Linked DNA regions of Siniperca chuatsi: region 1 is linked to region 2. Evidence: chromatin contacts called from public Hi-C data. All regions are on one chromosome and are shown on one strand. Each heading gives the region's core, a stretch centred on a gene start, on an enhancer-like site or on the middle of the called end of the contact. The rest is flanking DNA. Distances are from core to core; before and after follow the strand shown. Region 1 overlaps dennd6aa (DENN/MADD domain containing 6Aa). Region 2 overlaps slmapa (sarcolemma associated protein a).

Region 1 (3,865 bases), core at 1,302-3,801, 50 kb after region 2:
TCCCCTGGCTTGTTGCAAAAATAGCAATTTGGAGATTAATGTAGATAAGAGTAAAGGAATTATTATTTGTGACAAGCAGGATTTTATAACTGGGCATGTTGTACTTGATGACCAACTTGTTTAAACTTTTGAAAGTTTTACAGATGTTTTGGTACACTGCTGTCTGAGCTCTCAAAATACGAACCATGTTTTTGGAAAGAAATTTTGGAAAGAGTTTACAGAAGTCTGATTGAGAGTGTTGTAGCATTGCACATCTTGGTTTGGTCTGCAGACTTGGGAGTGACCTGGCTACAATAGTTGGCATGGCAGTTTGAGACTCTGAACTCTGGGAGGCAATAGGCTGCCTCTGGCAACCAAAATATTTTAAGGAAGTATTCTATCCCAAGTGCAGTCAGCATTTTGAATTCAAAAACTGTGCCACCAATCGGTATTTAATTTGATATTTTATTCTTTTAAATAAGTCTCTGAGTCTCTGACTTTGTTTGTTATTGTGTGTGTGTGTGTGTGTGTGTGTGTGTGTGTGTGTGTGTGTGTGTGTGTGTGTGTGTGTGTGTGTGTGTGTGATTTAATGCTTTTCTGCTCTCAATGCTAAATACACAAAGCTAGCTAGCTAGCTAAGTAATTTAACACAAAAAAAGAAAAGGTCTGATAAAACATATGCATTGAATAATAAAATATAATAAAGAAAAGTATATAAATTATGTCGTAGACAAAAAGTTCCTAATCCTACCCAATACCATGTATTGTGTTCCCATGGTAACCATACCATCACTCTGCTGTTTTCCCAGGTTGCCTTGGCGACACCCAGTTCTGCTTCCGCTTTCGTCAGGGTTCCAACAGGAAGTCATCACTCGGCTGCTTCCTGGAAACCACCGACCGGGACGCACCGCCCTGTCTGAAGGTTCCGACTCTCACACACACACACACACACACACACACACACACACACCCCACTACAGACCCACATATATAAACATGCTGCAGTGCATGTGACATACATGAATTGTTCGATTCTGATTCTCTGTGTGTGTGTCTGTGTATGTGTGTGCTGCAGAGGGAACAGGGGCATTACTATGGTTACGTGTACTTCCGTCAGGTGCGAGACAAATCCCTGAAGAGAGGATACTTCCAAAAGGTCAGTGTCAAAGTTCAGCTTCAATGCATCGAAAACTTGCCAACATATGTAGAACCATCAATGTAGAGTCAGACAAGACTCATAAATAAATCTGTATTTCCAAAAGACATTAAAAATGATAAAAGAAACGTTCAGAGGACACAGGTTTAACAGGAAACACTGATGTCATATAAAATGATGATATTAAAAACATGTGAATATAAATTCTGTGTGTGTGTGTGTGTGTGTGTCTACGGCCCTCTACCAGTCTCTGGTCCTGATCAGTAAGCTGCCCTATGTGACCTTCTTCCACTCCCTGTTGAAGATCATGGCTCCAGAATACTTCGAGAAACAGGAGCCCTGTCTGGAGGCTGGTCAGTCTGATTACCTTTCTCTGTCTGTTTGTCTCTACCTGCCTGTCTGTCTGTCAGTATCTGCCAGTCTGTCTCTACCTGCAAACAAACGCTCATAAAGAGAGACTGTGAGTGTCGTGTCTCGACTCCTGCTGGTTCAGAGGTCTGCAGAAAAATCCAAACAAGCCTCAGGGCACACTTTACACCCCCATCATGATTTAAAAAATGTTTAATTTTGACACACAAGGCATCACATGCTCGGGCCACTTTGTGCTTAAGAAAAAAGCATGCCACTCTGACCACTGGCAGGAGCCTCAGGTCCTCAGAAGACAGACTTGTGGCTGTTCAAAGGTCCTGGCAGGAACCACAACTGATCATGCTTTTGTTGTTGTTGCCTCTCGAATCTGGAACAGCTTCTCAAAGTGTCACAGAAGCCAAATCAGTGCACATATTTAAAAGCATCTTAATGGGCCAGTTCACCCAAATTACAAAACATCTCAACCTCTGCTGTTATCTATCCATGCTGATAGTTTTGCTCTTGTCTGTCCAGGTTTTGAGAAATCTGTCTCTATGATTTCTGCCTCCACCACATTACAATGGAGGTGAAAGCAAGTAATTTTATGGTGCTCACAGCCATGAAAAATGACTTAAAAAAATAGAGTAACACATCTTTCCAGAAACAGTGTCCCTGTAACTCAGGGACACTGTTTTGTGGTTTGCACAAACAAAATTCAATTCACCTCCAGAGACAAATAAAACCAAAACTATTTGTGGAGAGAAACCACAAGAGGAAAGTTGCAAAAAACTTGTTTACTTTGGATTTTTCTTTCTTATAACTTTATAGTTTGTGGTTTGTAGAGTTTGTGTTAATGTTTTTATACACCATCTTGCCCATCTCTTCTTTTTTTCTCTCCTTGTTAACTACTTTGTAACTACAGTTTTGTGAAGTGATATATATACACTTCTCCCTCAAAACCTCTCTAAAACGGTTTCAACAGAAACCTGAATCTGTGTTGTCCCAGTTAAATAAACATTATTACTTCATGATAGTAGGGTCTATTGCAGGGCGGTTTTATTAGACTGTATTACTTTTAGCTAGGTTTACCTTTAAGAAACTAGCAACTGAGTGTATATAAACGTTATTTACTTACACTCAGTAAAGCTCTGTGAGAAAAGAGTGAATGCTTTGATCTGTATAAAGATTCTGACTCAGATCGCTGTTGTTTGTGTATTTGACTGACAGCTTGTAACGACATAGACCGCTGGCCGACGCCCCATCCTGGACGAATCCTCACGCTGCCCATTATGGGCGTGGTCATCAAGGTACACACACACACACACACACACACAGTAACTCTATGGGTGGAGACCAGTAGACGTTTCATTTTGACTTGTCACAGCAGGTAAAGCACAGGTGCAACTGATTCATTAATGATAGCTCATGCACTACATCAGGGCCCTGCAACTGGAACACTTAAATGGGATGCAGCCAATATTAGTGTAATTAGTTACACCCGTGTTTGATAAGTCAAAATGTCCTTCATGAGAAAAGCTTAGTTTCTTTTAAAAATACATTGCAGACTTTCTGAAGCTTTAGTTCTGAATGTGTTAAGTGTGTTGTGAACTGTGACTATTGGACTACGGTCTTCTTCCACAACCCCTCCACTCAAGAAAAACATTGCTCAGAACACAACCATGACTAAAGCCACCCACATTTATAGTACAATGTACTGTGTCCACTACATTTTTTATCATATTTTGGAGCATAAACAAGTAATGTGATGCCCAAAACACTATGACTGAGTGACTCATGACTCACGTTCTGTCCATGTGCAATCTACTATGACGCGTACGCTATTATCTGATCTTTGATTAAAGCAAGCCGAAGCAGTGTAGAGTGATAATCTGTGTTAAATGGGTTTCTGATGAGTGTTCAAACTGACTGTGTTGAATCTGTGTGCTGCTGCAGGTTCGCATCCCAACCTGTTATGACAAACCAGGAACGTCACAGCTGGTCCAGTCTGCCCAGGTTATCTCTCTCACACACACACACACACACACACACACACACACACACACACACACACACACACACACACACACACACACACACACAAAAAAATAGTGCTGTTTTCTAAGTGAAGGAGTTGTTCTTTCAACATTTGGTATTTTGTATTAATTTGTGTGTGAACATGCATTCAATTTGTGATTATTTCAGCTGAAAGAGATTGTCTGTCTGTTTTTCAGAGTGACAGTCAGGTGTCCATTGTGCTCCCAACCATCCATGAAGTCGACCTTTTCAGGTGAGACCTGCAGGTCACAGTGTTTTCCTTCTCCACAATACACTTGCTTGTGTCATACTGTCCCCACCTGCTGTTCAGTGGTGGTACTGCAGCAG
Region 2 (3,392 bases), core at 674-3,173:
GCTTTGGGAAATACTGATCGACATTCTTCACCATTTTCTGACATTTTATAGCCCAAACAACTAATCGATTAATTGAGAAAATAACCGATAGATTAATCGACAATGAAAATAATTAGTGATTAGTAATTAGTGAGCTTTAGAGGTGTTGGTAGTTGTATTTCTGAACTTAGGATAGAGCCAGGCTAACAGTTTCCCCCATTCATAAGGGCTGTGTATTTATGTCTGTGTATGTTGCCTATATCAAGTTTACCACAGGTGGCAGTATAGGTTAGTGTGGTAGGTGAAGTCTATATGGGCACAGGTGTAACAGACAGTCTAATCATGCACGGGTGATGGGGAGGTCTTGTGTTTTTTTACCGCCTCGCACGCTTCAGGCAACCACACCAGAAAGCCAAGCCAGTCATGATATCATTACCAGGTTTGTTTGCAATATAAAAGTCATGTTTTGCTGTGAACTAAAATCTCCATTAAATGGGAACCTCACACAACAGTAAATACTGCCTGGACATCCACTCACTGAAGCACGTCAAAAATAAGGACTGCCCGCACCTAGCCGGGTGGCTAACTGCTGGTCAGGATAGTCGCTACACCCCCTGTTTCCAGTCTTTATGCTAAGTTAAGCTAACTAAGTCCTGACTCCAGCTATGTAGACATGAGACAGATATCTATCTGAACATCTAAGCTTATTTCCCAAAATGTTGACCTACTACAATTTTGAGTAACTATTGTGAAACCACAGCTACATGTAGTGTTGTCCAAAAACTACACTCATTCACATTCTGCCTGTGCATTCAATACATTTCCTCATTAAGTCAATGTGACAGCCTGGGTGTGTGTGTGTCTGAGTGTGTGTGTGTGTGTCTTTCTTTTGAGACCCGGGAGGTGCAAGGATTCTGCTGTAGGACACTTAATTATGTTAGAGAAGTGGTTCAAATCTAATCACAGCTCCTCCCTGACACAGACACGGCACACCGTCAGCTCTAGCCTACATTCCTCAGACAGGTTACACTGAGGCCCTGTTGTTTTTACTGTTGGAGGGAAACACAGAAAAGGGCGAGGCAGAAGAGAAACCTAACATGGTAAAGCATGGTAAAGGACAGTTTGGAATTAACCTGGCAATGTACCGTACGATATCAAATGATACAGTACGCAGCTGTACAAGAATTTCTAAATAAATAACATCTAAATAAAATACAGTAAAACAAATTCCATTTATCAGGAAGTGTCAAGTAAAAGAGATTATAAATCTGTTCTTGTGACCCCAAAGCAACAGGATTTCAACCTATATAGAGAACGTCACATCTCCTGTATACAGTATCACAACCCAGTTTCAGCTCCGGACAGAGAACAAGACAAATTGTGTTCTTGTGTTGTGTAGCAGGCTGCTATCTGGCTAATGCTATGTTCACACTAGCACTTTTTTTTTTATAGATGGAACAGGAATTGTGGGGAGAGAGAAGGGGAAAGGAAATGGTGAAGCAAAAACATATGATTGGTTGATGCTTCACAGCGTCATTGGAGCGCTGAAAAGGCCAGCTCAGCTTTGAATCTACCACACCTGTCATGCAGCGACAAGTGTCGGGCGTGAGTTTGTAGCTTCATGTCACCGGCTTCCATTGAAAATGACTTGTAGCCTGTTGCTCACCAGTAGTCTGAACACAGCGTTAGTATGACCATCGGCTCTGCCTCTGATAAAACACCGATGTTACTGCTTTATGCAAGATTTGCTTGGCTGTACTGAAATAAGGTCTCCATCTACATTGACGGTTACCAGAACAGTGTTCTGTCAAATTAATGCAAAACCATGAAACTAAAAAAAAAAAAAACAAAATATAAATGTCTCCCTTTTGGTTTTTTGTTTTTTTTTTCCTCAAAGAAGAACACAGGACAAGGGATGTACAGAGCAAATATGTATGCTGCAGCAGACCAAAAAAATGCAATTTAATTGGACTAAATAGTTTTGGAGACACCTAAAGACACAAAGCACTCCGAGTGAACGGTGGGAAAAAAAACTGCCCCCTGATCCACATGAAAGAAACTGGCAGCTATCCCTGCATTCCTCCATCAGCTGACTACTCTACTCTACTCTACTCTGTGTGTGTGTGTGTGTGTGCGTGCACAAAGACTAGTTGCACACAACACACAAACTCAGCTCCATCACTGAGGAGCATGCATACATCAAAATCTGAGACGGAGACAAACAATTTGCACATGGGACAGAACAACACCACACACATTTCTGTTCTTACCTTGTCTACAGGTAGTGGTAACGGAGCCTGGATGACACTGAAAGAGGAAGAGAGAGGAGAAAACAGTTTGTCACCATGGAAACAGCAGGGATGGAAGACACATGGAGTAACCACGGCGACAGAAGGAAATAAAATGGTTCTTGAAGGTCTTGTAACACTTTTTTTCACCTCCTTGTTAAATAAAAACCTCATCATAGCACATCAAAAAGTCATTCATGTGAGAAATCTAATCTCTACTTCCTTATTTTCCATTAATTCATTTTTTCCCCCTTTTACCAATTTGATTAATCGGCTAGCTTAATTCCCAGACTCAATATCAGCTTCAACTAGAGCCTCAAAAAAACTGACACACAGACACACAAACAACTACAGCCTCAAAAAGGAACGTCAAGTTCAATCAACACCTGTGATGGTCACAACAAAACCAAAACGCTATGAGCACAGAGGAACCACTGAACAGGCTTCAGGCTAGAGGGTGAGTCCAGCAGGTAAACACTGCAGTGGCTGTTAAGTGTGTAAATCAGCGTGTTGAAGTGACTGAACATCAAACAGTGGTCAATAAGCTAACAGGGATTCCTCACACAGAGAAGCCTGAGGCCAGTTTTCAGATGCAGAATGAGCCTGTAGACAGCTTTACGCATGGCAAGTCATACAATGTTTGCCTTTAGCTAGCTCAGCCAATCACAACAATGCACCAATAATGTAGCAGTCAATCAGGGCCCAAGAGTACATTACATAAAGCTCTCTACACATGATCAGCAAGGTGCAGAGCTCAGTGCGCAGACTGAGTGTATCGTAGGTTTAGATCACCATGTAGCAAGAAAAGCACAGACAAATTTGAAAAACAGAAGAATGAGCTTTTCTTTACAATGCTGGCAATGATCTTCTTTCAGGAGGAAGATGGGTAAGAGCCTGATGATCAAGAAGGATTTAGGTGCATTAAACCTTTTTGTCAATTTCATCCATCACAAGTTGCTGTTGCTGACAGCTGTCATTTCACTGGTTAAAGGTTGAAACTGAATCATAAATTTGTATACTTTTAAATCATATAAAAAATAATAAAAGTCCAATCAATCAATTCACTCTCAAACTCTGAAGTGCTGATAGAACACTATATATTTATTGTTAATCATGACATTTATT

The links. A called contact is a pair of places that touch in the nucleus more often than the background predicts.
Region 1: a Hi-C map of liver shows a contact between it and region 2, with 5 times the contacts expected there. The contact joins two enhancer-like sites. A contact is called at or near these places in 3 of 3 Hi-C or Micro-C datasets (liver, skeletal muscle and an unstated tissue).

Annotation. Positions count from the first base shown.
Region 1 is chrLG2:6,222,175-6,226,039 of ASM2008510v1, forward strand. It overlaps dennd6aa (DENN/MADD domain containing 6Aa), which reads left to right. Exons shown (of 19, transcript XM_044210374.1): 4 at 789-901; 5 at 1,055-1,135; 6 at 1,383-1,488; 7 at 2,711-2,790; 8 at 3,437-3,496; 9 at 3,715-3,770. Among protein-coding and RNA genes, the nearest start is that of dennd6aa, 8.3 kb to the left of the region's middle. Within about 2 kb of position 2,552, the one cell type or tissue checked has an H3K27ac peak away from gene starts, as active enhancers do. A contact at or near this core is called in liver, where this site is marked.
Region 2 is chrLG2:6,172,673-6,176,064 of ASM2008510v1, forward strand. slmapa (sarcolemma associated protein a) reads right to left here. Exons shown (of 25, transcript XM_044210363.1): 4 at 2,250-2,286. Among protein-coding and RNA genes, the nearest start is that of slmapa, 36 kb to the right of the region's middle. Within about 2 kb of position 1,924, the one cell type or tissue checked has an H3K27ac peak away from gene starts, as active enhancers do. A contact at or near this core is called in liver, where this site is marked.